Regions from separate parts of the Pan troglodytes genome. Here region 2 is linked to region 1. A link is a contact called in public Hi-C data. All regions are on one chromosome and are shown on one strand. The core of a region is the stretch at or near the end of the contact, and the rest is flanking DNA. Distances in the headings are between cores, read along the strand shown.

The links. A called contact is a pair of places that touch in the nucleus more often than the background predicts.
Region 2: a contact with region 1 is called in a Hi-C map of a lymphoblastoid cell line, with 13 times the contacts expected there. The contact joins two enhancer-like sites. A contact is called at or near these places in 5 of 7 Hi-C or Micro-C datasets (blood, induced pluripotent stem cells, a lymphoblastoid cell line and 1 more).

The regions. Positions count from the first base shown.
Region 1 is chr5:166,125,355-166,130,791 of NHGRI_mPanTro3-v2.0_pri, forward strand. IPCEF1 (interaction protein for cytohesin exchange factors 1) reads right to left here. Exons shown (of 12, transcript XM_009452260.5): 12 at 2,038-5,437. Among named protein-coding and RNA genes, the nearest start is that of OPRM1, 120 kb to the left of the region's middle. Within about 2 kb of position 3,732, at least 4 of the 24 cell types and tissues checked have an H3K27ac peak or open chromatin away from gene starts, as enhancers often do. A contact at or near this core is called in a lymphoblastoid cell line, where this site is marked.
Region 2 is chr5:166,246,598-166,252,039 of NHGRI_mPanTro3-v2.0_pri, forward strand. The region is part of intron 2 of IPCEF1 (interaction protein for cytohesin exchange factors 1); the gene reads right to left. Among named protein-coding and RNA genes, the nearest start is that of IPCEF1, 80 kb to the right of the region's middle. Within about 2 kb of position 3,279, at least 3 of the 24 cell types and tissues checked have an H3K27ac peak or open chromatin away from gene starts, as enhancers often do. A contact at or near this core is called in a lymphoblastoid cell line, where this site is marked.

The sequences.
Region 1 (5,437 bases), core at 2,482-4,981:
AAATTATCCTTTGCTTGATGATACTTGATTCTCAAAAGTGATTTTTTAATGCTTTGTCTTTAAATGCAGGTATTGTGAATACCTGATCTGATAATTAAAATATTGTCCCCATTGCACCTGTGCACACATAATTTTTATTTTTGTTTCTATTTATTTTATTTTTGAGACCAGGTCTTGTTCTGTCACCCAGACTGCAATGCAGTAACCTGATTATAGCTCACTGTAGCCCCGAACTCCTGGGCTCAAAGGATACTCCTGCCTCAGCCTCTCACATAGCTGGGACCTGGGACTACAGGCATGTTCCACCACACCTAGCTATTTTTTTTTTTTTTTTTAAAGAGACAGGGTCTCATTATGTTGACCAGTCTGGTCTCAAACTCTTGGCTTCAAGCAATCCTCCCGCCTCAGCCTCCCAAAGTGCTGGAATTGCAAACATGAGCCACAGCTCCCAGCACTTGATTTCTTAAAAGCCAGAAATTTCTTGCTTTTCCCCTCATAAAGATGAATTATCTTTCCTATGGTGAACATACCTTGAAGTCAAATTCAAGTTACAGGGTGTGAAAAAGGACTTTCATGCTTGTAGCTAAAATGTGGAATTCCTGGGATTTCTGGGAGGTGTTGCTGGTCCATGGGGACTCAGCAGGATATTTGAAAGGGAGATTTGCAGTAACCAGGATAGTGTTCAGTCCTAATCACTGGAACCTGTGTAGATGTAACAAAGGGGAATTTAGGCTGCAAATCAACTGACCTTCAAATAGATTCACCTGGATTATCCAGGTGAGCCTGTTGTAATCACAAGGTTGCTTAAAAGAGCCCCGGCCAGGACCGGTGGCTTACGCCTGTAATCCCGGCACTTTGGGAGGCCGAGGCGGGCAGATCTCCTGAGGTCAGGTGTTCAGGAGCAGCCTGCCCAACACGGCGAAGTCCCGTCTCTACTGAAAATACGAAAAATTAGCCAGGAGTAATGGCGGGTGCCTGTAATCCCAGCTACTCAGGAGGCTGAGGCAGGACAATCACTTGAACCCGGGAGGCGGAGGTTGCAGTGAGCCAAGATCACGCCACTGCACTCCAGCCTGGGCGACAGAGTGAAACTCTATCTCAAAAAAAAAAAAAAAAAAAAAAAAAGAAAAGCCCCAGGAGGAGGCGAGGAGAGAAGGAAGGCACCAGGTGCAAGTTGCTGACACTGAAGCTGGAGGAAGAAGCTCAGAGACAAGCGAAGTGGGGCACCTGTAGCCCAGGGAGTGGGCAAAGAAATGGATTCTCCCCCAGAGCCTCCACAAGGAGTGCAACCTTCCTCGAACTGTGAGTTCACAAATTTGTTGAAGCTGCTCTATTTGTGGTAATTTGTTATATCAGGAATAGGAAATAATATGAGATTGTTCCAGAAATCAGGAAACGCATGGTGCCTATACCTTTTACTAATCCCTTTGGTCTAAAATAATTTTTACTGCTTCCATGTAGGAGCCTAGAAATATTTGGTGGTGGCAGGACAAAGAAGACAGAAGGTGGAGCTTGGCTTGTGAGGTGAGACTTGGGAGAGAGTCAGGAACAAAAAGAAAACTGTGTGTGTAGACAGCAGTCAAGGAGCATGAATCAGTTCAAATGCAGGCTGATTCCCTCTGATCAGTGGATCCAAAGAAAGGCAATTTATTAGGCTATTTCATTATTTTCTTTGTTCATTTTCAAATAAATATCTCATATGTTTTAAGCAGCTTGTGTACCACATTTTGTAACTTTTATAATATGCAAATTTTAAAAATTCTTTAAACAAAATGTGGGTGCCTAGAAATAATAACTAATACAAGGTGCAAGTCAAATTTAGTGGTCCAATGGCAATTTTTGAAAAATCTAAATATTATTGTATTAATAAACCTGTAACTTGAGAACCACTGGAAAAGACCACATCGGTTATTGTTGAAAGAGATTTCCAATATAATTAGATCTTTTATTTAAAAATAAAAACAAGTCTAGAAGCGATTTTGATGACTGCCACGAGAGGGCACTGTAACCTTGTTGTAGACGATCAAAACGCAGCCATTAAACACTTCCAGCCACATGTTTATTTCTTCGAGAAAGCAACACTGCAGGACAGAAAATGAACACCAGTAGTATATTTCAACTTTTTTTCATATCATTTGACTAGATATATTTTTTTTCTTATTTTTATCTTACAAGTCAACCTCAAAAACATAAAGCAGGAGAGAAATGAGCCATGCCTCTTTTTCAGTTTAGAGGGGTAGCTGACACAGGATGAGAGCACAGTAAAACTTAAGCTAAGATTTCCACATTAATATCTTGCCCCCAAACACCATGCAGTGCTAAAAGTCACATTCCCATCATGCAAGCACATTAAAATATATGGCGATTAAAACTGCTGGTTTCTATTTTACGGCATTTGCTCTTTCCACGAGGCACACTTCCCTTTTGGGCTAAAGGTTAAAAAAAAAAAAATTCAAATACAGAGCAGTTAAGTCTCCTTACAGCAAGAGAAATGTAAAGCTTTTTTCAATGAAAAATCCATTATTTTCAATGTTTTCTATGTGGTTCTGGGGTCATGTGGGAAAGAACTGAGATGTGCTGAAGAGGCAAGGGAATTGCTTCCTGCCCCATGACACAGAGAAACGTGTGTCTGCTCAATGCCTCATTCAAGGAGACGAGTGGCTTTCTGTGAGGAGAGAAATTATCCCCCTTCCACAGTCCATTTCATACAGGCTGCAAACATTTAGTTTCAGGGACTTTTATTTTCAATTATGTATTACAAAACCCTGGGCAGGGCAGTCATCTCCCAGTTCTAGGATTCAATTTCTCCTGTGAGGTATACAAAAGAAATTGGAAGAGAAATAAATTGGAAAACCACAATTGGATATCATATTCTTGTTAGACTGAAGAAGAAATGCCCCCTAAAACTATGTGGATATGGCAGCTTTTCTGTACTTAACATTACTCATTAAATCATGTATGTGGCTATATTAAAATACTGTCTTTCGGCCAGGTGTGGTGGCTCACACCTGTAATCCCAGCACTTTGGGAGGCAGAGGCAGGCAGATCACCTGAGGTCAGGAGTTTGAAACGAGCCTGGGCAACATGGTAAACCCCGGTCTCTACTAAAAATATAAAAATTAGCTGGGCGTAGTCCCAGCTACTCGGGAGGCTGAGGCAGGAGAATCACTTGAACCAGGGAGGCAGAGGTTGCAGTGAGCTAAGATCGTGCCACTGCACTCCAGCCTGGGCAACAGAGCAAGACTCTGTCTAAAAAAAGAAAAAAAAAAGTATTTCTTACTAAGAGATAATGTACCTATGAATTTAAACATGTCTTAAATTTGAATAGCACTTCTTTTCAAAAGACTTAAAAATATTTTTTCTTTGAATCTGTTTCATCTCTGTGACATTGTTTGTGACTGGAGTGCTACCTGAGTAAATTATCATGATTACATGAAAAGCAATTAAGAGAAGAAGGTCAAAGGACCAACCTCTAATCACTAAGTTGGGTCTCTGACATCTGACAGCACATGCCTCAAAAAGCAAACAAAATGAACACTCTCCATTTCTTTAAATACATGTTTTTCATCCAAGGATCACACAGCACCTCCCAAGTAGTCTAATGTACAGAAAGAAAAGAAAGGAAACACAGCATGATTAGGTGAAACCCCAATCCATAGACAGCCCACCAGCAGGTTGAGGCAGGACCATTAGGAGGAGACTGTGCTCAAGCACAGAGAGGGCCCTTTAGGTTTCAAATGGAGAATTTAGCCAAACAGCCACCAGGGCCGGCCGTATGCTAAGCCCAGTGCAATGAAACACACACTCCCAGTCAAACTTCTTGGTTTCCTAGTGGGCTATGTGCCAACAGCAACTTCACAAGGTAACAGGTGAAGCGAGATGGGGGGCGGAGAGGAGGAAATGGGCAGAGAGCCGCTGGGAGTCCTGAGACTCAAGTTCCTGCTTCATCACTGGGGGCTCTGGGCCAGGCACTTCACTGTAATAATCCACAATCATCTCACATAGAGCATGGGGCAGCGGGAGGGGGCTGAAAACACATTAATTTGCAAACTACAAAGTGCTGTGTAAATATAAGGCATGGGTTTCACATTGAAATCTGACTCCAAACACAATCTCTTTCTTACGCTTCCTGGAGTCTTTGTAATCCTATACTTTAGGAGTCTTTCTAGGCCTGTGATCCTATTCTGAGATTTGAGCTGTTGTGGCAAAACTAAGAATTCTTTAAAGCAAAAGACGCCCTTGCAATGCAGGGCTCAGAGTGTCTATTTGCAATATATCAGCCAGTGAAGGCATCACATCAGGCTCCGTTCTGGATCTACAGGTTAACAACAGAGGGAAAAGGTCCTCTTCACAACCCCAAAGAGGAGTCCTCTCCAAATCCTAATCTTTAGCAGGTGCCACAGATTTGGATCTACGTGTGCTGAGAGATTCTCCACTTCCTTCCTGAGCAGCCATGGTTTTCTCTCTCATTCCACAGCTCACAGACACTGCAGGACTGGGTATAGGAATTGGCCCTTGGACCCCATGAAACTACCCCAAATGCATTTCAGAGATGACCCGGTCTCAAGAAATATACTGAAAGTAATCCAGTTTTCCCAATATTCTTTGGACCAGAAAAGTGGCTTGAGGCCAAGAGAGAGAAGCCCATGTCTTCCTACATTAAGTGTCATGGAAAGTGTCACCCACTCTCCCTCTCACTCCTGTCTATCCCCCCACCCACGTCTTAGTGGCCACAGCCTAGGCTGAGAACTCACAGAAGCAGCCCTACTTTCTAGCACAACCTGGTCAAAAGCAAAATAATTTACAGGAGAAAAAACACGAATGAGCAGGCAATGGGGCTCCAGAAAGCCAGGTGCAAAATTGTGAAGTTCAGTTTCCCTTTCACTTTGGGAAGCTCTGCAAAGTAAGCTTTAACTAGCAAAGCAAAAATTTCTAGGCTAATGTTCTTGACTTTGAAAAATAATTTTAAGCCTTGGCTAAGTAATCCCAGGGATCTTTTTTGCCTTTAAGTTTGAATGGTACTAAAGGAGTTTACAATTGAAAGGTTGGGGAAATATGTCTTCAGGAAAAGCCAAAGGAAAGCATTCAAAGGTATTCACAAACCCTGCTCAAAAGTGTCTGGAGCTCTTCAATTTAAGAAAAACTGGAAGTCTACAGGTTGATGTTGCAAACCAAAGAAAAATAGGTGGAAGGGCACTTTATGTCACACTGTTATTTCTGCTATTGTTATTTGTCGTTCCTTCAATACTCTTTACATTGCCAATCCTAAATAATTTCCCTTCTGGTATCTGCTAATCACAGAGAGAACCAGTAATTTCCAGGGCCAAAAGGTTAAAGCACTGCTCTCCTAAACCAGGGCATCAGGGTGCAATCTGAGGATCTGAATGTTCCCTCTGTCAGGTCACCACTGGTCAAACTCATCTTCAGTGGCTTCCCT
Region 2 (5,442 bases), core at 2,029-4,528, 120 kb after region 1:
CTCTTTCGTTTATCTTCCCTTTTTTATTGTTGTCTTTTCCACTCATTTCGTTGCATTTCTTTCCTGCCTTCTCTCCACTTTGATGATGAATTGACAGATGGTTTTAAGAACCACAGCTTTTTTCAAACAGAGAAACTATGATGCTTAAAATTACTTTATTTTTGACACCATAAAAATACTGCAATCCATCATCTGTGGAGACTGGCAGGCCTCTTCCCTGCTTTCCCCTCACAAATTCCCACATAAGCTGTCAGCCCTGACAATCAAGGCTCAGACACACAAAATCCACAAAGCTAAGGGAGATAAAAGACTTTCTTTCAGCCAATAATGTCAATCTTTCCTCCCAGTGGACCATTTTACCATAGTAACAAACAGGTGGAAAACTGCAAGAGATCTCAAACGATTTGCCTCTTTTACATCCTGGAAGGGCCTACCAAATGCCAATGGCTATTGGCCATGCCCCTCTTGGAGGTACAAAGCTCCCCTGAGTTGCTGAACTACAGGGGTCTCTTGTCCTTCTGTGGGATTCCTGAACCTGAAACTTCTAAAATGTGGTCTGTACCTGCAGGGGCCATTAGACTGGGGCAAGCAGAGACCTGCCGTGGGCCACACCCTGGCCAATCCTCCTCAGAACACCCAGAGCTCAGCCCTGGCCCACATGCACCCTGTGTTGGTTGCGCCCAATCAAGGTTCCCTTTACCAGAACATGGGGTAGACCAGACGCCCTGAAAAGCACTGGGACTTGTTTCTACAGAGTTGGGTTTGTTCTGTGGTTGTCTTAAGTTCCATGACACCTGCCTGGAGAGTAGTTGTTGTCACTGGTTCTCCAAAACAGGGATAGATGTTCAATGATTCCAATGATTTATATAGGCAGGGGTCCTACAATGCATATTTTCACCTACCCCTCAAAGACACATAAACACACACACCCTAGTGGCAGCTCTTGTTCAGTTTTACCAATGCAGACAAAACACACCATCACACCTGCCTCTCCTACGCCAGCTCCAGATCCAAGGAACTTCTAGGAGCCAGTTACTCTAAGATCCAAGCTAGCTGTATGCTGAAGTGTGATTCTAAGGGATTGTGACTGAAACTGCAGGAGCCACCTCAAAAGTTTGTACTGTCCTCAAGCTGCTACATCATATGAGAAAAAGGGCGCCAGCTCCCTAATGAGGACACAGGTAACACTGGTAGCTCCTAGACAAGGTATCAATTATGAGGCCCACTGCAATCTACTACTGTCTGTTCCATGAGCACAGCTTGGTTCCTTCCAGGTCCCAACTCGGGTATCCCCCAAATAACATCCCCAATTCCTAGTTTGCTTCACTCCAGCCGGTGGGGCAAGAGCTGATACAGTGCTCTAGAATGAGCCAGATAGGAATAGCAAGTGATGGCCCTTACCTTTCTGCAATTTGCATCTCTCCATTTCTCCACATGAATAATAATTACATTTTCTGTCTGCAGAAGATGAAATGTTTTTCTACTTGGTGAAATTCAGACAGTGTACATGGCTCTGAGGCAGCCAGTCACTTTATTTCTGCTTTGCCAAACATTATTCCATTCAGTGCCCTTTACACCAAAGTGAGCAGCTATACCCCATACAGCAGAGGACTCTGCAACTGGACATTCACTGGCTAGAAGGCAGCCAAGAAAAAAAAATGATTATAAAAGCTGTCAGCCGCTTGCACCCATTGCTCTAGAGTTGGAGCCAAAACCCCTTTTGTCTGGCTAGATTTTTCCTTAAGAAATATCATTTTAGGGGCCGGGCACGGTGACTCACGCCTGTAATCCTAGCACTTTGGGAGGCCGAGGCGGGTGGATCACTTGAGGTCAGGAGTTCAAAACCAGCCTGACCAACATGGTGAAACCCCATCTCTACTAAAAATACCAAAAAAATTTAGCTGGCCATGGTGGCAGGTGCCTGTAATCCCAGCTACCCGGGAGGCTGAAGCAGGAGAATCGCTTGAACCTGGGAGGTGGAGGTTGCAGTGAGCCGAGATTGTGCCACTGCACTCCAGCCTGGGCAACAGAGAGAGATTCCATCTCAGAAGAAAAGAAAGAAAGAGAGAGAGAGAGAAAAGGAAAGAAAGACAGAGAAAAGGTGGGAGGGAGGGAGGAAGAAAGAAAAAAAAAGAAAAGAAAAGAGGGAGGGAAGGAGGGAGGGAAGGAGGAAATAAAAGAAAAGATCATTTTAGGGGCCTTGTAATTTTGCAAAGGTCATGCCCAAGGGTTATCAGACAAGAGAGACCATAAGGAGATAAACTACTGTATATAATCATGGTGAGGGCTGCTTTGCCCAGAATAGAGTGACTTCTCTTGGAGGCTCTTATAATGATATTTGGCAGAACTGTTGCAAACTGTTTTCAGTCTTCACAGCAAGGTTGTAAAGTAACTTATACTTTAACACGTGAAAAAACGAATATACAGAGTGGGTGAACTAACTAGTTTACATAGGTAGCAAGTTAAAGCCAAATTTGAATTCAGATTTTCAGACTCCAGGTCCAGGGCCCTATGGTCATCAGCAGTGCTGTCTCAATAATCTTTGCCTTTTCAAATTCTCCTTAGAAGCAGGCTTTTATTTTCTTTTTGCAAACAGTAGATCTCATTACATTCTTAGAGAATGAATGAGTCTAATAATTCTTACAGACACTCAGGGCAAGACATGCAGTAGGCACCTAACAAATATCTGTTGACTTATATTGGCCCTGCCTCAACTTTAGGACAAGTTAGAATGAGTAAGCTATTTACTAAATTTAGACAATTCAGAGGGACCTACGGTGACGAGCAGTGATAATGTGGCTGCCAAAGGGCTACTCGTGGGATCACAGATCAGCTGCCACTGTGTGGTCTGGAAGGGTCTGATCAGCAGGCAATACAGCTCTCAGAAAGAGACACTGACGAGCTGCACGCAGCTTGTTTGGGAATTGCGCATCCTAGGTGAGGCTTCATTCAGAAACTATGAAGGGCTCACGTCCTGGTCAGAATCCCACATGGGCAGGCTATGAATTGAAGGCTTAAACCATATCATGCTGGAAACCACACAGGCACAAGGACCTCAATTTTGCATCTGCTGAAAAATCTGGGTTAGTGTCTCCAAAACATCTAAAGCAAGAATGAGAGATGTCACTAAAACACACCTATTTATTCTTTAGGAAGAACTGTTAAATTAAAGTCATTCTTAAATACCCCCCATCCCAAATGGAGATATTTGTTGACACAATCCACATAAGCGAATGCCGTCAGGAATAGATTCGCTTTCTCTGAAATCATAACATGTATGCAAAGAGACACCTAGTGGAAGAACACCTAAGTACAATATTCAGCTTAAGACCAAAGATTAAATCGTCCAACTCCCTAATTTGACATTCTTTCAATTTCAATAGCGCATTTTTTTAAACCACTAGAATCATAAACTCAGAAATCTAAGTTTTCAAAAAGAAAATGTTCTATTTGTTTTTCCAGGAAGCATTGGCTCTTTTATTGGTTGTTGTTGTTGTTCATTAGACTATCTTACTGTATACATTACTGCGAAGTAATACAAAAATTACACAGCAGACTGCAGCTGGCCAGCCACTTTACTTCACCTTTCCCTGAACACATGTGGGCTTATTTTTTTGTTTCCATTCCTTTATAGACTTTGCCTGTGAGATTTTCCGCTTGTCTTTGGGTTGCTTTTTTCTTGCTTTTAACTAGGTAAAGCCAAAGACTTTTTTTTTCCAGCCAGCTTCCTGTGGTCCGCCCAGCTTCCTGTGGTCCACCCACTCTCGTCTTTACATGCTCACTTTCCCACTTGTACCTCACCTACACTGGATACCGCGCCCACCTCCTCATCTTCCATGCACACATGCACCTTCCTCTCTCCCTCCTGCCCTAGATACCTTCATTTAACCTCAAAAGGAAAACTTTGTTATCACAAAATAGAAGGAATCACCTATTTTTTTCTTTACTCCATAGTACTAAAATTCAGCTATGACAAACGTTGAAATTATTATTTTTAAACTCCTGCATAGAAAAAAAGTTTAGATTGGAAATTGATTTTTAATTTAACAGATATGTTTAATTGCAATTTCTATGACCTCACAGGCACCACTTCATGGGATTTTACATCTGAAAGAGGAACATGTGCTCTAGCAGAAGCCAGACTGACATTCACCAGGTCCAGGTCTCCTGACACTGCTGTGCTACAAAGAGCCGAGCCCTGTGGACAGGTCCGGGAGAATGAGACGCCAAGTAGAGAATGGGAATCCAAAAGACGCCAAGGCTCCAGACGTATGGATGCAAAAGTGATCTTGAAAGTAGAGAGCCTCTGATCCTAGCCACCCCAGCTAAAGTCACATGGGTCAAAGATGAACTGCCAAGCCAAGTCAACCCCTCTCCAAATTCCTGTCATGGTCAAAACAAAAAGGTCCTTACTCCACTGTTTTCAATAAGTAAGAAGGTCCTTATTCCTACATCACATGCTTGATGGTGACATGTTGAAACCTTTTCCTTTGATATTAGGAATAAGCCCAAGATTCTCATTATCACTTAACAACATTGTCTCAAAAGTACTGGAAAACAATGGTAAAAAATATATATATATATGATTAAAAGGTAAAAAATCAAGATTGTCAGTATTTTCAAATGATATAGTTTTACATGCAGAAAGAATCTACACATTAATAATTACAATTAAAAAGTGGGCCAGGCATGGTGGCTTATGCCTGTAATCCCAGCACTTTGGGAGGCTATGGTGGTGGATTGCTGGAGCTCAGGAGTTTCAGACCAGCCTGGGCAACATGGTGAAACCCTGTCTCTAGCAAAAATACCAAAAAAAAAAAAAACACACAAAAAAACGCTGGTCATGGTGGTGTGCACCTGTGGTCCCAGCTACTTGGGAGGCTGGGGTGAGAGGATCCCTTGAACCTGGGGGATAGAGGTTGCACTGAGTTGAGATTGTGCCACTGCAAAAAAATCATAGACAGAGCCAGACCCTGTCTCAAAATAAAAAAAAAAAAGTGGGCATAAGAAGGTTGCTAGCTACAAAGCCAATATATTAAAATCAATAACATTTCTACCAGCCACCAACAGTTTGAAAGTAAAATTTCTAAGAAGATAGCAATATCATAAAAATTCAAATATGTTAGAATGAATCTAATAAAAGATGTATAAGACTTCAATGAAGAAATCAATTTTTGAAAGAAACTTTAAAAAGGTATAAATAAATGGAAAGATGTCGTGTGTTCATTCATTGGAAGACTCAATATTGTGAAGATGACTCTGGCTAGTGCTTTTCCTTTGCCGTTCGTTATCTTCATTATTCTGTGGTCATAAGGATATCGTCCTACTTTTCCTTCTACGAATTTTATTGTCTTGTCTTCCTTATTAGATCTACAATTTACTTGCAATTGATTTTCTATTATGGTTTCAAATAGGGGTCAAGTTTCATCTTTTAAATTAATA